2 separate regions of the Gossypium raimondii genome follow, and region 2 is linked to region 1. The links are chromatin contacts, called in public Hi-C maps. All regions are on one chromosome and are shown on one strand. The core of a region is the stretch at or near the end of the contact, and the rest is flanking DNA. Distances in the headings are between cores, read along the strand shown.

Region 1 (3,752 bases), core at 193-2,692:
CAACCCTTAAATAGGAGGATAATATGTTTCAGCACACTCGAACCCACGTCTTCCTACACTAACAACAATGTCTATGTTAATTGAGCTAAAATGCAATCAACACATTAACGTTATTATTAATTATTCTTAGTTGCTTACTTTCAAAATTGACGAGGATTAAATTGCTTTAATTTTTTTGAGAGCGATCAATTTGCTCAATTTCAAAATTGGGAGAATAAAGAAATCCTTTTAACTAAATATACATTAATCTAATTCTTATATATATTTTAAATAGTTAATATGAATAAAGTTATTTGATGATTCTTATATACATTAATCTCAACTTTTGTGTTTGGTAAAAATAAAAGTGAGTATTTTGTATATTTACAATGTATTTTATTTTATTCCACAAATAACCTTAAAATATTGACATGTATCTTTTTTAATATTTTATTATACTCCTATAAAATACTTATCAATATCTTATTAAAATCTAAAATTCTACTATCAATTAATAATTTCTCAAAAAATAATATTTATAATACTTTTAACTTCAAAAATCAAATTTCTCTACTAATTTTGTAATGAAAAAGCACATTTCACCTCCCATTAAAAATTTGGATGACATGAAAGACAAACATCTCACGTGCCAATATTGATCTTCTCCAAATAAAAAGACCAGAAAACCAAACATCCAATTTCATTCACCAACAAGCCAAATGTCCGTCGATATCTCTCTTCTGATTGGCCATCACCCTTCCCTCATAATATTTTAGAGAAAAATAGCGTTGCTTTGGCCACAGTAGCGCCCACAATCTCCGTTTTCTTCAACACCAATCACGAGTTAGCAGCTTTGACCCCTCTGTTTCTCTCTGCCTTCACTTTCAGCCTCATCATTCTCTGTTTCATAGTTTTGTAAGCAGTACAAAATATAACTCAAAAGTAGACCTGTCCATGGGCCGGGCCGGGTTTGGGCCGGGCCCGGAAAAAATTTTGACCCGACTCTTAGGCCCGGGCTCGGCCCTGTCCGACCCAAAATATGGGCCTGAAATTTTACCTAGGTCCGGCCCGGGAAAAAATAATAAACCCGAGCCCGGCCCAGTTTTTAATAAATACAAAAAAGAATATTTTAAAAATAAAAAAATAAAAAAAATTTTAAAGTATTTTAAAATTAAAAAATAAAAATAAAAAATATATATTTATTATATTCGGCCGGGCCCGGGCCAAAAAAGTTGAGCCCGAGCCCGGCCCATTTTTTAAACGGGTCTCGTTTTTTTGCCCAAACTCATATTTCGGGTCTATATTTTTACCCGAACCCTCTCATATTTCGGGCAGATCGTCGGGCCGGGCCGGGCCGCCCGGCCCATGAACAGGTCTACTCAAAAGAGTGCTTATAATTCATTTCTATCATGCACTTTCTCTTTCCTCTCCTTGCTTTTGCTTTACCTTCATAACAAAATATTAACTGCTAAAGATTTCCCCCAACTTTTAGCTCTCCAATTCTTTAGAACCTTCTTTGTTTTGTTTTAGTGTTTTTGCTTTCTTTATCGATTTACTGCCCTTTTTTTTTTTTCCAGTTTGTGTTTAAATCTATGATCTGGGTTTTTAAATTTTAATCTCTATATCAATTTTCTTGTTGTAATTGTAGTATGCAATTTTGGATCTACTATGTATGTCTAGGGTTTTTCATTTATATTTGCAAAGATCTGCTTTTTCTTTTTCTTTTTCTTTTTCTACCAGCTCTCGAATTTTCCTTGGGTTTTGGAAAGTTCACTTTTTTGAGATTCCTCAACTTAATCTTGTGTGAAAAAGGGTACCGAATCCATTTTAATGTTTTTATGATTTGATATTTCGTTGCTAATTTAAAACAGTCATACTTCTCTGCATTTTTCTAATTTGGTTTTTCTCTCTCTTTGAACAATTTCATTCAAAGAGGGAGAAAAGCATAGTTTTCTTCTTTCTTTTTTTGCGTACGGGCAAATCATCTTTGGCAGTTTACATAACCAGTAACAAATGAATAGGGGACTTGAAATTCTCTCTCCAGCCTCTTATTTACACACTTCCAATTGGTTGTTTCAAGAGAGTGAAGGTACTAAATGGACGCCTGAAGAGAACAAGTGCTTTGAAAATGCTTTGGCTTTATATGATAAAGATACCCCTGATCGATGGATTAAGGTGGCATCTATGATTCCTGGAAAAACAGTTGGGGATGTCATCAAGCAATACAGAGAATTGGAAGAAGATGTGAGTGATATAGAGGCTGGCCTGATTCCAATCCCTGGATATAGCCGTGATTCTTTTACATTGGAGTGGGGTAATGATAGTCAAGGCTGTGATGGATTTAGACACTATTACACTCCTGGTAAAAGAGGGACTGGGTCTCGTTCTTCTGATCAAGAAAGGAAGAAAGGGGTGCCATGGACTGAAGAAGAACACAGGTAACTGCTAGCCCTTTTTTTTGGTTCTTTATATATTTGACAATTATGATCAGTCCTTAGGATATCAGGTATCAATGGAGTTTCCTGTTTGAATCTTGCAATTGTTATGAATGTTGACAATGTGGTTGGTTGGTAAACACTGTGTATATTTTGTTGGTGCATGTCGCTTTTCTTGGTTGTGCAAATTCTGTACCGTTCAATGGTTTTCAGCATTATTCCTAGCGGCTTATGATGTTTGACTTGATGATTAATGACAGGCAATTCTTAATGGGTCTTAAAAAGTACGGTAAAGGGGATTGGAGAAATATTTCACGCAATTTCGTGACTACCCGAACACCGACTCAAGTGGCAAGTCATGCTCAGAAATACTTCATCAGGCAGGTCACCGGGGGGAAAGACAAGAGGAGGTCCAGTATCCATGATATCACAACGGTTAACGTTCCTGATACTCCCTCTTCGTCACCGGATCACTGCAAGCATTCGTCTTCAAGTGATTCTTCTGCAGTCATACAGGCACAGCAGCAAGCTAAACTAGCCACAACTAAAGAGATCGACTTTGAATGGAAGCAACAAAATGGAGCAGCTATGGTTTTCAACCGGACGAGTAATTGCAATGCTTTCGTGTCCCCCTTCTGTGGGATTTCATCATACGGACCCAAGCTGGAGGAACAAAATTTGCTTGGAGAAACTCTTCCCAGATCTCAATTCGGATCTTACAACACTCTTTTCCAGATGCAGTCAATGCAACAACATCAATAAACTGAGTGAAAATGTGGGAAGACTTTTCTCAAGGTATTATTATTAGTTAAAAGAGATGAAGATGAAGCCTACTAGTGATGTGTATATCTTGGAGATGCATTTTAGTCCATAGTTTCCACTATAAAGAGAGATCAGTTAGGTGGTTTTGTGATTTATCATTCAAATTCTGAATCATTGAACCAAAAAGATAAAAGCTTATTTACATGAAGCTTGGGCTCTTGTTAATTCTAGTCTTGTCGTGTGTCTGCATCATCTGTTGTAACCTGTTATTCTTAGATTGATTGTGTGTGTTCTATAGATACCACCATGTGGATCCGAGTCCTCTGCAAAATGACAGACTGTACTATAGAGGCTTAAAATTTGATATGAGCCTGAAATAATTCATATTTCCTTGCTTCAAACACTGATGTTCAGCACCTTAACTTGGGACAACATGAAGAAATCCATGGATCAGCTTTGGTGTTTTAGCCACAAGGGGTTATTTTGTTGTTGCTTATGAGTTTGCACTGAAGCAGTTAATAAGGCTATTGTAATGAAATTATATTGTGGTTTAAAGGATATATGGCCAAAGTGGAA
Region 2 (3,341 bases), core at 321-2,820, 230 kb before region 1:
GGCATGTCAAAACAACAGACCCTCAACTGTACGTATTCGCCATTTTAAAATTATATAATAATGGGAGATACATGGTATGAACTAAGTTTTCAGATTATTCTGACATCAGCACACCTCTAATTAAGTGAAGAATGTAAGTTCTAGCATGATGTTCAATATCTTCAAGTGTTGGATTCATTGGGAGATGCTTAAATAATCTATTTCACCATGTGACCTTAACTCGAAGTCTAAAGAAATCAGACTTATGGTTAGTAATGTCACATCTTCTAGTGTTATTGTTACTTCTTGTATAGGAGATAAAATGTATGAGTCTCTGGTCTCTATTAGTCAATCAGAGGGAGATGAATGTCGAAATGGACATAACTTTCCCAAGGCTATCATGATTGAAATCAATGGCTCTTAAGTGACGAATGATTCTACTGTCAAGTGGATTTACTCCCATATTACTATGACAATGAACCATTAGAGAATCCTCCATTGTTGTAAAATTTTGAGTGACATATCATGGTATGATTGAAAACATCTATTTAGAAAATCTTAAGTATGTATCATAGTATAAAATGTATAAGAGGAATATTTTGGGTTTTCTAAAAACAACTAACGAGTTGGATGGAATATTTATAGGTTTTAAGGTTAGGTTCATTTAGAAGTTTTTTTTAAAGAGGTGGTGAAGTGTATTCAAAGTTTCATTTCTCTTTTCAGATACTCGGATATAAATTACTATTTACATATATAAATTACTATTAACGAGTTGAAGACCTTGACACCTACGGATGTCAAGTCCTATTCAAATGATATCCACATCCTTACAAAATTACATTATATTATTATAGTTTAAAACTTAAATAATTTACAGTGAACTTCATATTTATCAGTGTTTGAGGTACTTTTAATCAGTTCATAGTGATTGTCTTGATTCTAATGGGATGTAAAAAACTTGATGGCACATTACATATTACAAAGCTCGAACCCTAAAAACACATTTTGAGAATTAACTTTTGAAGAAACCTATTTTAAGTTTTAATTAGGGATAAGGCAACATTTAGTCATTAAACTTAGCAACTTTTCTCACCTTAATCCATGGATTAATTTTGGTCCACATTAGTTTTTAACTTGGCAACTTTCCCAATTTGGTCCCTAAAGTTGGATTCAATTAAGGCATGTCAACGTGACACTTTGAGATTATTTCACGTCGCTACTTGGATTTTTTTATTTTTTAATTATATATATTTTAAATTTTTAAGTGATGACATTGTACAATCTAAGAGTGTCATGTCGTCATATCTCAACAAAATCCAAGTTTAGGGATCAAATTGAAAAAAGTTACCAAGTTCTGGGACAATGTGGACCAAAAATAGTTTAAGGACCAAGTTGTAAGAATAGTAAAATTTAGGGACTAAAATTTTCTTTATCCCTTTTAATTAATTATTTTACAATATTTAAGTGAAAACCCCTAATTAAAGTATATGAGTCATGGGTCAGTCGCCGAGATTTTCTTTTATTTATTTATGTCTTTTTCTTTTTACTATTTATCTTTATTTTCTATTTTTTTTCCCGTTACTACCATCATTCTGTTTTCTCTTTCTTTCTTCTCACTGTCTGTTGGAGCTAAGGCCCAATCCCAGAGGGAAAGGGGGAAACCAAATTAAACAAAAACTAATTTCTCTTACATTTTATTTTTTATTTTTATATTTTATTAATTTTCTCTGACTGAAGCTACTAATATGAGAAGAGCGCTCCTCTCATGCCACTACCGGTTATGAATCCCAACGTGGAGCCACCACTTCCTGGGTTAGCACCGCCGCCACAACCGTCTCAGCCTCACCGTCCTTCTACCTCCTGTGACCGCCATCCTCAAGAACATTTTACTGGCTTTTGCCCCTCATGCCTCTACGAACGTCTCGCTGTTCTCGAGCCTTCTTCTTCTTCTGCTTCTTCTTCTTCTCGGAAACCTCCCATCGCCGCCAGTACTTCAACCGCCACCGCTGCACTTAAAGCCATTTTCAAGCCTTCCGGAGGAGGTGGTACACAATCCGGGTTTTTTCCCGAGCTCCGGCGAACAAAGTCCTTTTCGGCCTCGAAAAACGAGGGTTTCTCTGGTGTTTTTGAGCCCCAGAGAAAATCTTGTGACGTTAGGGCTCGAAACACCCTTTGGTCACTCTTTCATCAAGAAGCAACTGCAAACGGGAGGTCTTCTGAAGTTGCTGAAGCTGAAGCTCGAAATTTGGCTTCTTCGACTGTTGGTCAAGGTCCTGTTTTTGAAAGTAAAGAAGAAGACCAAACTGAGACTGAAACCGATCACAATGACGACATAGTGATCGTAGAAGAACAACCGCCCAATGTGGCTGCTCCTGCTACGAATTTGATAGAAGAGAAAGTTGAAGAAATTGTGGAAGAATACGAAAAGGAACTGTGCCAAGAAGAGGAGCTGAAGCCCATGAAGGATCATATAGATCTTGATTCGCAAACAAAGAACGCTTCTGGACGAGATCTCAAAGAGATTGCTGGGAGTTTCTGGTCGGCTGCTTCAGTCTTCAGCAAGAAATTACAAAAATGGAGGCAAAAACAAAAACTTAAAAAGAGGGGAAATGGATGTGGGTCAGCGAGATTGCCAGTGGAGAAGCCCATAGGGAGACAATACAGAGAAACCCAGTCAGAAATTGCGGATTATGGGTTCGGGAGAAGGTCTTGTGATACAGACCCAAGGTTTTCCCTTGATGCTGGGAGGATGTCATTTGATGCACCAAGGATGTCTTTTGATGCAGCAAGAATGTCATGTGATGATCCCAGATATTCTTTTGATGAACCAAGAGCTTCCTGCGATGGATATCTGATGGGGAGAATGTTCCCAAGAATGCCCACAATGGTTTCCGTTGCGGAAGATGCTCCAGTTCATCATGTTATGAGGTCTGATACTCAGATCCCTGTGGAGGACCCGACGGCTATGAATTATGTTACTGAGGAGGATGAATCGCTTCCTGGAGGGTCAGCTCAAACAAGGGATTATTATTCTGATTCTAGGAGAAGAAAAAGCCTTGACAGGTCCAGTTCTAGTAGGAAGACTGCTGCAGCTATAGTGGCTGAAATGGAAGAAATGAGGTCGGCTTCTAGTACAAAGGTTTCCCCTGCAGCTGTTGATTACACCCATGGACCTAAACCTGTCATGCCTGATAGGGATTCCAGGGATTCAAATTCTTTGAGGGATGATTATTCTGACACTTTTGAGATTGGCTTCAAAGATAATGCATCTGTGATTGGGAATGGGGAACAGAAAGAGTCATCTAAGAAGTCGCGGAGGTGGAGTAAAGCTTGGAACATTTGGGGCTTTATTAACAGGAAGA

The links. Hi-C and Micro-C count contacts between places; a contact is called where the count stands out from the background.
Region 2: a contact with region 1 is called in a Hi-C map of leaf, with 2.1 times the contacts expected there. The contact joins the promoter of LOC105780323 here to the promoter of LOC105780118 in region 1. A contact is called at or near these places in 2 of 2 Hi-C or Micro-C datasets (both in leaf).

Annotation. Positions count from the first base shown.
Region 1 is chr4:9,931,744-9,935,495 of ASM2569854v1, reverse strand. LOC105780118 (transcription factor DIVARICATA) reads left to right here and starts at 1,442. Exons shown (of 2, transcript XM_012604250.2): 1 at 1,442-2,417; 2 at 2,675-3,736. The coding sequence starts at 1,993. The coding sequence ends at 3,176.
Region 2 is chr4:10,166,904-10,170,244 of ASM2569854v1, reverse strand. LOC105780323 (protein OCTOPUS) reads left to right here and starts at 1,570. Exons shown (of 1, transcript XM_012604582.2): 1 at 1,570-3,341. The coding sequence starts at 1,745.